2 separate regions of the Mus musculus genome follow, and region 2 is linked to region 1. Evidence: chromatin contacts called from public HiChIP or PLAC-seq data. All regions are on one chromosome and are shown on one strand. Each heading gives the region's core, a stretch centred on a gene start, on an enhancer-like site or on the middle of the called end of the contact. The rest is flanking DNA. Distances are from core to core; before and after follow the strand shown.

Evidence for each region. HiChIP or PLAC-seq counts read pairs in DNA pulled down with a chosen protein or histone mark.
Region 2: a contact with region 1 is called in an H3K4me3 HiChIP or PLAC-seq map of the SCID.adh cell line, with 9 read pairs. The contact joins two enhancer-like sites. A contact is called at or near these places in 2 of 115 datasets of contacts at active chromatin or transcription factors (the 230-238 cell line and the SCID.adh cell line) and 1 of 9 other capture datasets (adipose tissue).

Annotation. Positions count from the first base shown.
Region 1 is chr10:41,888,665-41,893,703 of GRCm38.p6, forward strand. All of the region lies in intron 1 of Sesn1 (sestrin 1), which reads left to right. Among named protein-coding and RNA genes, the nearest start is that of Gm33058, 68 kb to the right of the region's middle. Within about 2 kb of position 2,182, at least 10 of the 459 cell types and tissues checked have an H3K27ac peak or open chromatin away from gene starts, as enhancers often do. A contact at or near this core is called in the SCID.adh cell line, where this site is marked.
Region 2 is chr10:42,171,469-42,176,507 of GRCm38.p6, forward strand. No RefSeq gene overlaps it. Among named protein-coding and RNA genes, the nearest start is that of Gm40630, 92 kb to the left of the region's middle. Within about 2 kb of position 2,868, at least 18 of the 459 cell types and tissues checked have an H3K27ac peak or open chromatin away from gene starts, as enhancers often do. A contact at or near this core is called in the SCID.adh cell line, where this site is marked.

The DNA.
Region 1 (5,039 bases), core at 932-3,431:
TAGCTTGTACATTGATTATGATAGTGCCTGTGAAATTGTATTCAACAAACTAGAAAGCTTTGCATAGCTGTATTTCACTTTAATACACTTAGCATGTAAAATAAACTAGGGACTGGTGTATCATGGGAAACTAGTCACTTTACAAAGGAAGCATTGGCACAGTTCTCAAGTAGCACGTTTCCAAAAATTGTTCTCCTCCTCCTCCCCATCTAACTCAGGGTTATGTACATGCTAGGTAACTCTGTACCACCGAACATGTCTCCAACCCAGTTGTAGGACTTTGAAGTCAGGAAGTTTTTCTTTTTCTAAACCATGGTCCATGGAGCACACACACACAAAGAGGTACCTAACTTCCCGTGTTTTTAAATAGCTTAGCAGTGTTAATGACAGAAGAAATTTAGTACATTTTTGCTGTAGTTTAAAAAATCTACATATAAACAACACTTCTAGCTCCTCAATTCTTCTGAAATACTTTGAATGTTAAAACATCCACATAATTCTAGATAGACAAGGACTCTCCCGGAAGGGGAGAGTGGGTTAGGACTTTCACTTTTTATAAAACATTTTGCTTTCTTTGCCTTGTTGAAATGCACTTTTGCCGGGCAGTAGTAGCACACATCTTTAATCCCAGCACTTGGGCAGGTAGATTTCTGAGTTCCAGGACAGCCAGGGCTACACAGAGAAACCCTGTCTCAAACACACACACACACACACACACACACACACACACACACACATACACAAAACCAAAAAGGAAGAAAGAAAGAGAGAAAGAAAGAAAGAAATGCACTTTCTACTTGTGTAACTTTAAAAAAAAAGATTGACATCAGTGTTATAAGATATAGTCTTAAATATCTAGATGGGCTTTTTTTAATGCATCAAGTAGACAAAGAAAAAACATGCTTCAAATAGTTTACTGATTTTCACCTAATTTTTCAAGTAGGTAGATTGACACCTCATAGAAAGTCTTTAATCTGTAGCCAGTCAATCATTCTTAAGGAGGCTGATGAAGGTCGTCGGAACATAAGCAAAGCATGTGATTAGACAGGGCTTTGGTCCACAAGCACTGTTCACACGGTGGCACAGGACGTACTGTTTCTGTGTGCTGTCAACGCCACTCAGAATGTCCATCTTCTGAGGATTAATCAGTATTGTTGTACATTGGTGAGGAAGCAGGTGCTGGTGTGGGCATGGCTTTCAGATATTGGTGTTAGTATTGTTGAGGGGTGGGGAGTCCTAGTTCTCATGTTAGCTTTTCCAGCCATGTCTTCACAGAGAACCTGTGAGGTTTATGCTGATTGCCATCTGCATCTGAGTTCAACAAGAACTTTTATTCTTGGCAGGTCTGCCTCCTAGAATCTGGATTGTAAGATTTGCTCAGAGTCTAATTGAATTCTCACAACTACAGAAGGGAAAATAGTTAAAGTAACCTACATAGGAAGTTAGAAAATGCATTCAGTTTGACTTGGGCTCTCACACTAATAAAGCATTAAAGACATTGGCTTCTTTTTCATAAAGATTATAAAAGACATATACATTTTGTAGATTTCAATATCATAAATCATATGTTCCTTTTTTGTAAATACTAGTACTTAAAACAGTACTCGGTTCCTAGCATGCTATGTCAGCTGCTATTGCTGCTCTTAATTTTTTATTACCATTATTAGCTCTATATGGGTTTGTTTGTTTTTCTTTTTTTTTTTTTTTTTGCCCCTTTATATCAGTTAAGGAATAAGCAGAAAACTAAAAAGCAGTTTCATTCTCAGACTGCACACCCCCAAGAGCTTTGTAAACTCTTCTGTAGGTATCATGAGGTAGATGTAGATGTGGTACTGTTGCTGCTGTATCTCCCTCATCTTCTCTTTACACCTTACTTACACATTAGACCTGCCCAGTTAAGAGTTTAAATGCTCTCATGGGAATTACAAACTTGCTAACAGAAGTCCTTATTTTGGCCCAAACCTCCTTTCCTACTCTGTTCTTTTTCTCTCAGGAGATGGTGCATGGAAATACTTGGCCATGCTTGGGATCAACCCTAGGGCCTTGCACATGCAGGGACAGCTCTCTCCACTGAGCTGGCCATCATTCCAGTGTGTGCTATACTTTGGGACTCTTCCAAGGTGAGGAGTCTTTATGCAAGCTTTAGTAAGAACAGGTAGGTCCTGTAAGAAAACTGTCATCTGTTGACTTTCTCAGAGGTCAGTCTGTGTGTGCTGGGTGGCTGGATAGAGCTACTCACTGTCCTGTCTGTACCTGGTCTGAGGTAAATTGGGATACACACTCAGCTCATCAGGAACACCCCATATAACTAGCCTTTTGTTTTTTGATTGACATAAAATTAATTAGAAAAGGTCACGGCCCTTATATCTGTCATGTACCTAATCTATTAGCTAAAAGAGAGAGTCTGTCAACTTTTAAGCCTAGCCTTTAAGTAAGGAGAGTAAATTCACTTGATTCTAGAATAGAGTAACCAGAATAATATAATTCAACCTGTTCGTTTTGAAGGTCATATGGATGTCAATTTGGTGTCATTTAAAGAAATACTACCCAGATATTTCAAGCAGTAACAAACACATGTACACGCGTGTTGTGTCTTCCTTTCTCTACGCCCCCACCCCAGCATATGTTCTGCTTTGTTCTCTTGAGGACCACAGCTTTGTTGATCATGTTGAACTTTTCAAACAGTCCTCCATTGATTAGCAATTAGGTTGTTTATCAGAATCAATAGTGTAGTGGTTTACCTTTATGTGTGAGTACAAAATGTGAGTCTGTCTGTAGGTTCCCACCTATGGTCTTTGTAGTTAATGCAGTGCGTTGTTGTTGCTTTGGGAGTTGAGCATGGTTTCGGTCATTCTCACTTCCTTTTCTTGGAAGTGTCTCTGACCCTTTGCAGTCTTTCAAGTTCTCTGTTCATCTTTGACTGTGTACCCTTCCCCTCATGCCAGTCTGTTTGGTTACCAGATTTATCCGTCGTTTTTGACTTCCAGGTTTTGTAGCATTATTGGTTCTTTTCACTCCACAAGCATTTGGTAGGACTATTGTTTGTTTTGTTTTCTTCATGTTTAACTCTGATTTATTGTGGGTTAAAATATAATTCAACTTCATTTTTTTCTGAGTGACAACAAGTTGTTTCAAGATCAAATAATCTATTTGGAAATTACATCCTTTGCTATCCTGAAGTCATGAGTATTGTGTAGTGTGTCTGAGTTACAAAATGAATAATAAATACTTGAAACCCTAAATACATGTTGTTTAGATAATTTGTAAATTAGAAAGGGGGCAGGAGCCTCAGCTTTGTACTTTTTCCCAGTAAATCTTAACAGAGATAGGCAGACAGATAGATAGTTTGGTCAGAGTTAAGAAGTTAGGCTAAGGGCTGGTGAGATGGCTCAGTGGGTAAGAGCACCCGACTGCTCTTCTGAAAGTCTGAAGTTCAAATCCCAGCAACCACATGGTGGCTCACAACCATCTGTAACAAGATCTGACTCCCTCTTCTGGAGTGTCTGAAGACAGCTACAGTGTACTTACATATAATAAATAAATCTTTAAAAAAAAACAAACAAACAAAAAAAAAGAAGTTAGGCTAAAGAGGTCATTGTTTTAGATTAATAGTTGTTACATTTGTTTCAAAAGGAACATTTTTCTCTCCTGGAACTTAATATACAATGTTCAAACTTAGACACATACATGGACAAGCTAGTTAAGTGTCTCTTCTAATGAATATAATGTTACACACTATCTTCAGTATGAGTGTGGAATAACCACAGTAAGAAGTAACCAATGTCCAGTACAATTTTACTTAATATATACAATGAAATTGATATATCATGGATTCAGTTGGCAAGTAGTCTACTTTGGATTCTGCCAATAAAGATTCTCTTATCCTGCTTGCTGTTTCAGGGGTGAGAGTGGGGGGTGGGGGTCAGAACTTGCTACGTGGCTGAGGATATCTTTGAACTTATGATCCTCCTGCCTCCACATCCCAAGTGCTGGGATTACAGCTGTACACTAAATAAGCACTCTACCAACTAAGCTACATTCCTAGCCCTGTGTGAGATTTAAAAAATGTATTGTATTCAAAAGATTTTCATTTGCTCAGAACAAACTTCTTGGATTCACTCTGTTCCCTCCCAGTTTTTTCTTAAAAGCAAAGCAGCTAAGTTGGGGAGATAGCTCAGTGGGTAAAACCACTCACCACACAAGTATGAGGACCTAAGTTCAAATCCTGGGAACCCATGTAAAACCTGAATGCATAGCACAAACAAATAATCCCATAGGCCTACAGGAACATGGAAGGGAGAAAGAGAAGCCCCCAGAAGTCCAAGAGCCAGCTAGCCTGGCACACACAATGCAAAAAGAAGAGACTGTTGTCTTCTGACTTCCACATGAGCTACACAGTACATGCTCTCCCATATTCTCACAAACACACACACACACACACACAGAGGCATACATACAGACACATAGTGCACACACACAGAACAGGAGTTGGGAATATCTGTTTTTATAATGTTTTACTCTTGGCTACAGTTCTGTATCCATGCCAATAGTCTTCCTCTTTTAAACAAAAAACTAGTATTTGTATGTAACAATTTTATAAATAATAAGGATCTTCAGTTGTATTTACTTTATTTTACAGCTTAAAGCGATAATGGATTGATTGCCCTCAAAAGTTTTATTATGGTTATTTTGATATTATGTCAAGAGCATTGTATAGGGGAGGAAGTCCTAACAGTAGGCTTTCTGTTCCTGCTAATGTGCTGCTCTGTCAGTATAAGAGAAAGAATTCTAGATTGTGTCAAAAGGCAGAATGTTAGCAAGATTGTAAACAGGCCCAAACTTGGTTTTCCTGAAGTGTTCTCACTTAACCACAGAGAGCATGCCCCACTGGAGTCCTGACTGTGGATTCAGCTGCCTTTTCACTTGTCACATGCCACTGCTTGCCTTGACGTGTTTTATTAATACAGTAATGATGTCTTAAGATGTCTATATAGAGATATTGTTGTTTTTATTTCCTGACAAGGAGTGATGCTTTTGTT
Region 2 (5,039 bases), core at 1,618-4,117, 280 kb after region 1:
CTGAGGTGTGTGAAGTTTCTCCCTTCGAGGCCATGCAGCCAGCAAATGAAGGTGGGATTTAAATTTGGCTCGAGGCTCTTTTGGGCATCTTATCACTTGTTTGGGTAAAGTTAGATTTTTTTTTTCAATTCGCAGATTACAAAGATCAACACCCTGGCATGTTGTACTTATTGTAAACTTGAAAAACAGAATTCTGGGTTGAAAATAGGAAGAATCTGGCTAAAGGGGAAATTGACTTTGGACCTACACCAATGTCTTTGAACTTCAGCCACCTTATTTTCAATATAGTGCAAGAAAAAGTGTCTGCCTGTCATGCTGGAGGTGGATTTCAACAGTGAGTGCTTGCCCTAGTGTTTATGACCCAAGTCCCATCCTCAAAATAGATAGAAGAAAGGAAGGAAAGAAGGAAGTCTCTTGAACTTATTTGAAAACGAAATAGATTCACTTGGGGAAAGCACTGTCATTTGTGGAGTCTTCTCAAGAAAGACAATGATGTGCCTTGACCCCCGATGGACTCTAGCACATTGTTTGAGTGACCTTGGAAGTTTCCTTTGTAAGAAGCAGGCTCTGAGAACTTCTGAAAACTGGAGTGTTTTTTTTTTTATTTGTTGTTTTTTTTTTTTTTATTTTGAACATGGTTTATCATGACTAAATCCTTTATGCCACCTGAAGGAGACCAGGTCAGAAAGAGTGCATGTGGTATGGCTCCAAGCACTTGGCCTTGCCTGGATCTTGCTTTCCTGGAGGAGGTGTGGCTGTGTCCAGGGTGTTCCTATCTGGGTTTGTTATGGGAGGGGCATCCTATTCTGGTAGGAAGGCTCCTTTCACAGTCATTTTCTGTTCCTGGGGTTCAGAGAGGAGCCTCGTAGGCCATTGTCAGAGGTCCCAGACCCATAGGATCCTTTGGGCATCGGACTGTATTTCATAGACTTCTGAGTGTTCCTGATGAGCAGAGATCTTTCTCAATAGCTATCTGAGTGCCCGATTGTGAACAAGGAAAAATAGAAAAGATGGGGAGACAGGGAGACAGTCCACAAGCCACACTAGACCCTCAGGCCAGGTATGGACACAGGAGTCACCCACATCTAGTGACATGAATCCAAATAGGAAAAGGGGACATGAGTTTCCTACTGCTTCCTGTGACTAACTGCCACCAATTTATGGTTCCCAACCAAAACACCCACACAGGCCATTGTCTTATGATTCTGGTCTGAAGACCAGAGTGGCTCTCACCATCAAGGTGGCAGCTCCCTTCTTCTGGACCATAGGTGCCAGCACCCAGAGGCCATCTCCATCCTGCGTCTGCCGCCCCACCTCTATCTTCAGTACCAATATGGCCGGCAAGGCAAGCCCTCCTTTCACACGCCTTTCTTCTAGCTTAGGCTCTGGTTCTGCTACTCCATTTCAGGAACGTTAGGATGACAGCAGGTGCATCTGGATCGTCTTATTTTTAATTGTTAACCCTTAATTTCCCATTGCCACACAGCCAACCATTTATAGGCTCCAGGTTTAAGACATGGACATCTTAGCCTTACCAGGCTGACACTTTTACCTTTGATCCCTGAGATATCTATATTTCAGTGTACTTCAGAATCTTGGCAGGCAGTGCTCCCAGACATTGACATTGATTCTGCTTTATTACTTATGGCCTAAGGTAGTTGACTTTGCTAACCCCCTCAATCCTTCCTGACGCTCACCATCAGACACCATACATAGAAGAATCTGCCCTCTTAGGTCGTCGGATTCGGTATAAGTGAATGTATTTTAGATACCTCATTACGAGGTCTTCGATCAGGGGCTGAGTGAGAAATCCTACTGTGCTCAGAAATAGAACTAATCTCAGCAAGTTCCTATTATGTGCTGCCAGGCTCTAAGGTCCCCCACAGTAACTCGAGATAGGAGGAATCACTACCTCTACAATGGCAGTGGGAACTCTGGGTTTAAGTGACCACCATGAGGTCAACACAGCGCAGCTGGCTGCCTCTCTGTTGCCTTTCTTTTCTCAAAGTTGAAACTCTTTAGAAAATGCTTACGCTCTAGTCGCTGACTCCAGCACTAGCAAATAGTAGGCCCTCGATGAGAACATGCTAACTCACAGGTTGAGTCAAACCATAGGGGTGTGTGTGTGTGTGTGTGTGTGTGTGTGTGTGTGTGTGCTGCTCACATTAGCTCTAATTCTTGTCAGAATCTTCAAGGGAGGTGCTATCTGTACCCCTCAGGAAACAGCCAAGGAGGTGAAACAAACCTAAAGCCAAATGAGCCCAGCTGCATACGAGGTCCCTGTGCTTCTCACTATAGCATGGCCCCCAGGTTGCAGGCCTTGTGGCCCCACAAAGGGCTGGCTGGCTTTTCATCTCACGAACATAAAATGTCCTTAGGTTTGAATTCTATAGTTAACAGATGCTTCTATTGTGAAGAACCTAACTGTACTAAATCAGGCATGTGTGGTGTGCACCACTCAGGGAAGGCATTTGTGTTCCTCCAGAGGTGGAGCCAGCCTTGGGCATAGCCAAGGGAGGAGGCCTGGTTCCTTATGCTCAGGGAGGCATAAACACAGCAATTAAAGCTTAAGTTACCCAGTAGCCCTCTTTAATTACATTCTTCCTTAAACACCAACAGGGCCAACAGGGCCACAGGCAGGAAGTGGTCCATCAGGGCCCAGCCTGGAGACAGCAACATCAGAGGACACACACACACACACACACACACAGCTGAGAGGACCGTTTCCCTTCATTATATGGGTGTTTCAGTCTGTACCCTTCCCCTCCTCCCTCTTGCTTCTCTTCATCAGACAGATAACCTGGGCCACTGTAATGATTAATATTATCAACTTGACAGGATCTTGAGTCACCTAGCAGATAAATTCTGCACATGCCTCTGAAGGATTATCTAAATCGGGTAAATTGAAGTGGGGTTGCCCAGACTAAGTAAAAGCCTGAGCTGAGCATGCGCATCCATCTGTTCGTGTGTGTGTGTGTGTGTGTGTGTGTGTGTGTGTGTGTGTGCTTCCTAACTGTAGATGGATGTGACCAGCTGCCTCTTGGTCCTGCCACCATGCCTAAACTGTGAGCCAAGGGAAACCCTCTTTTCACTGGGCTGCGTTTGTAATGTATTTTGTGACAATAATGAGAAATAAATAAGTGATATAGCCACCATGGTGCCTCCTTTTGTTTCACTTCTTTGGAACCAAAACTGGAGAGACAGCACGCAATGGCAAGCCCTCCACAGGCTTGAGATCTGCCTCCCTTGTACAGACACTCAGAACTAGCACTTTGTCCTTTCTTGATGATACACCAGCCAGCTCCATTTTCATCCCTTCTCCGTCCCAAATCTTCTCTATCTCCATCCTGATCTCCTCTATCCTCCTTCCTACCTTCATTCCTCAATCTCCACCTCTGTCCCTAGCTTCTCTATTCTCATTCCATAGCCACTCTGCTTCCATCTCACCCCCTGCCTCCTCCATTTCACCCTCTCCATCCTCCATCCAACCCCGTTTGTCCTCCATCTCACCTCCTCCATCCCCATCTCATCCCCTACCTCCTCCATCTCACCCCCTTTGTCCTCCATCTCACCCTTTCCATCCCCATCTCACCCCCTGCCTCCTCCATCTCACCCACTTTGTCCTCCATCTCACCCCCTGCCTCCTCCATCTCACCCCCTCCGTCCTCTATCTCATCCCCTGACTCCTCCATATCACCACCTCTGTCCTCTATCTCACCCCCTGCCTCCTCTATCTCACCCCCTTTGTCCTCCATCTCACCCCCCTCCATCCCCATCTCACCCCCTGCCTCCTCCATCTCACCCCCTCCGTCCTCTATCTCACCCCCTGCCTCCTCCATCTCACCCACTTTGTCCTCCATCTCACCCCCTGCCTCCTCCATCTCACCCCCTCCTTCCTCTATCTCATCCCCTGACTCCTCCATATCACCACCTCTGTCTTCCATCTCACCCCCTGCCTCCTCCATCTCACCCCCTTTGTCCTCCATCTCACCCCCTCCATCCCCATCTCACCCCCTCAGCCCTCCATCCATCTCCATGTCCCTAAGTCTCCTGCCAACAAACTAGAGCATCAGGCTCAGCTGACTGCACCACTGCTGGGCTAGATGGTTTGTTTTGTTTTGTGTTGTTTTGTTTTGTTGTACGTGGCTCGTTTTTCCTTGTCCAAATACAGAGCCCTTGCCAATATCCATTTTCTTCTAGTACAAGATGGTAGTGACTTAACTCCCAGTATTGTCCCTCAGTGTGTAGCAGACAGTGAGTGGAGCCCTGGAAGAGGCTCTGGATCCTGGGCACAGTCTGGAGGGAGGCAGTGGATTAGAGTCAGCAGGGTGGGAGTGACAAGGAGCTCTTCTTGTTTATGGATGTGGCCAAACAGGGCTCTGTGTGTGTATCCTCCACTCCCATCCCTCTCTCTTCCTCCTGTCTCATCTATATCTTCATCCAATCTCCATCTCTTCCATCTCGTCCCATCTCCATTTCCTCTATCTTCACCAACTCCATCTCTGTCCCCATCTTCTCTATCCTCATCTCCATCTCCCTCTCTATCCCCATTCTCAACTGCATCCTCTTTTACTTCTGCCTCAGTTTCCCTTCTGGAGATCTAACATTGTCATTCAGCAGCTTCCTCACTCAAAGCAGCACCTGTGGCCTGAACACATGTCTGATGGTCCATCTGTGGCTCAGATACATGTCTGATGGTCCATCTGTGGCTCAGATACATGTCTGATGGTCTAAAGTATGTGCTCTCTATGACCACCTTACAAGGAAGACGTTGCAGATGGGGAAACTCGTGAGGAAGTTGAAATAATTTACTCAGTGTCCAGTATGACTACTGCTGTGATGAAACATCATGATCAAAGCAACTTGGGGGAGAAAAGGGTTTGTTTGGCTTTCTTACTCATATGACCATCATTGAAGGAAATCAGAACATGAACTCAAACAGGGCAGACACCTGGGGGCCAGAGCTGATGCAGAGACCACTGAGGAGTGCTGCTTATGGTTTGCTCCTCATGGCTTGTGTGGTGGCTACTCCCAGTTGC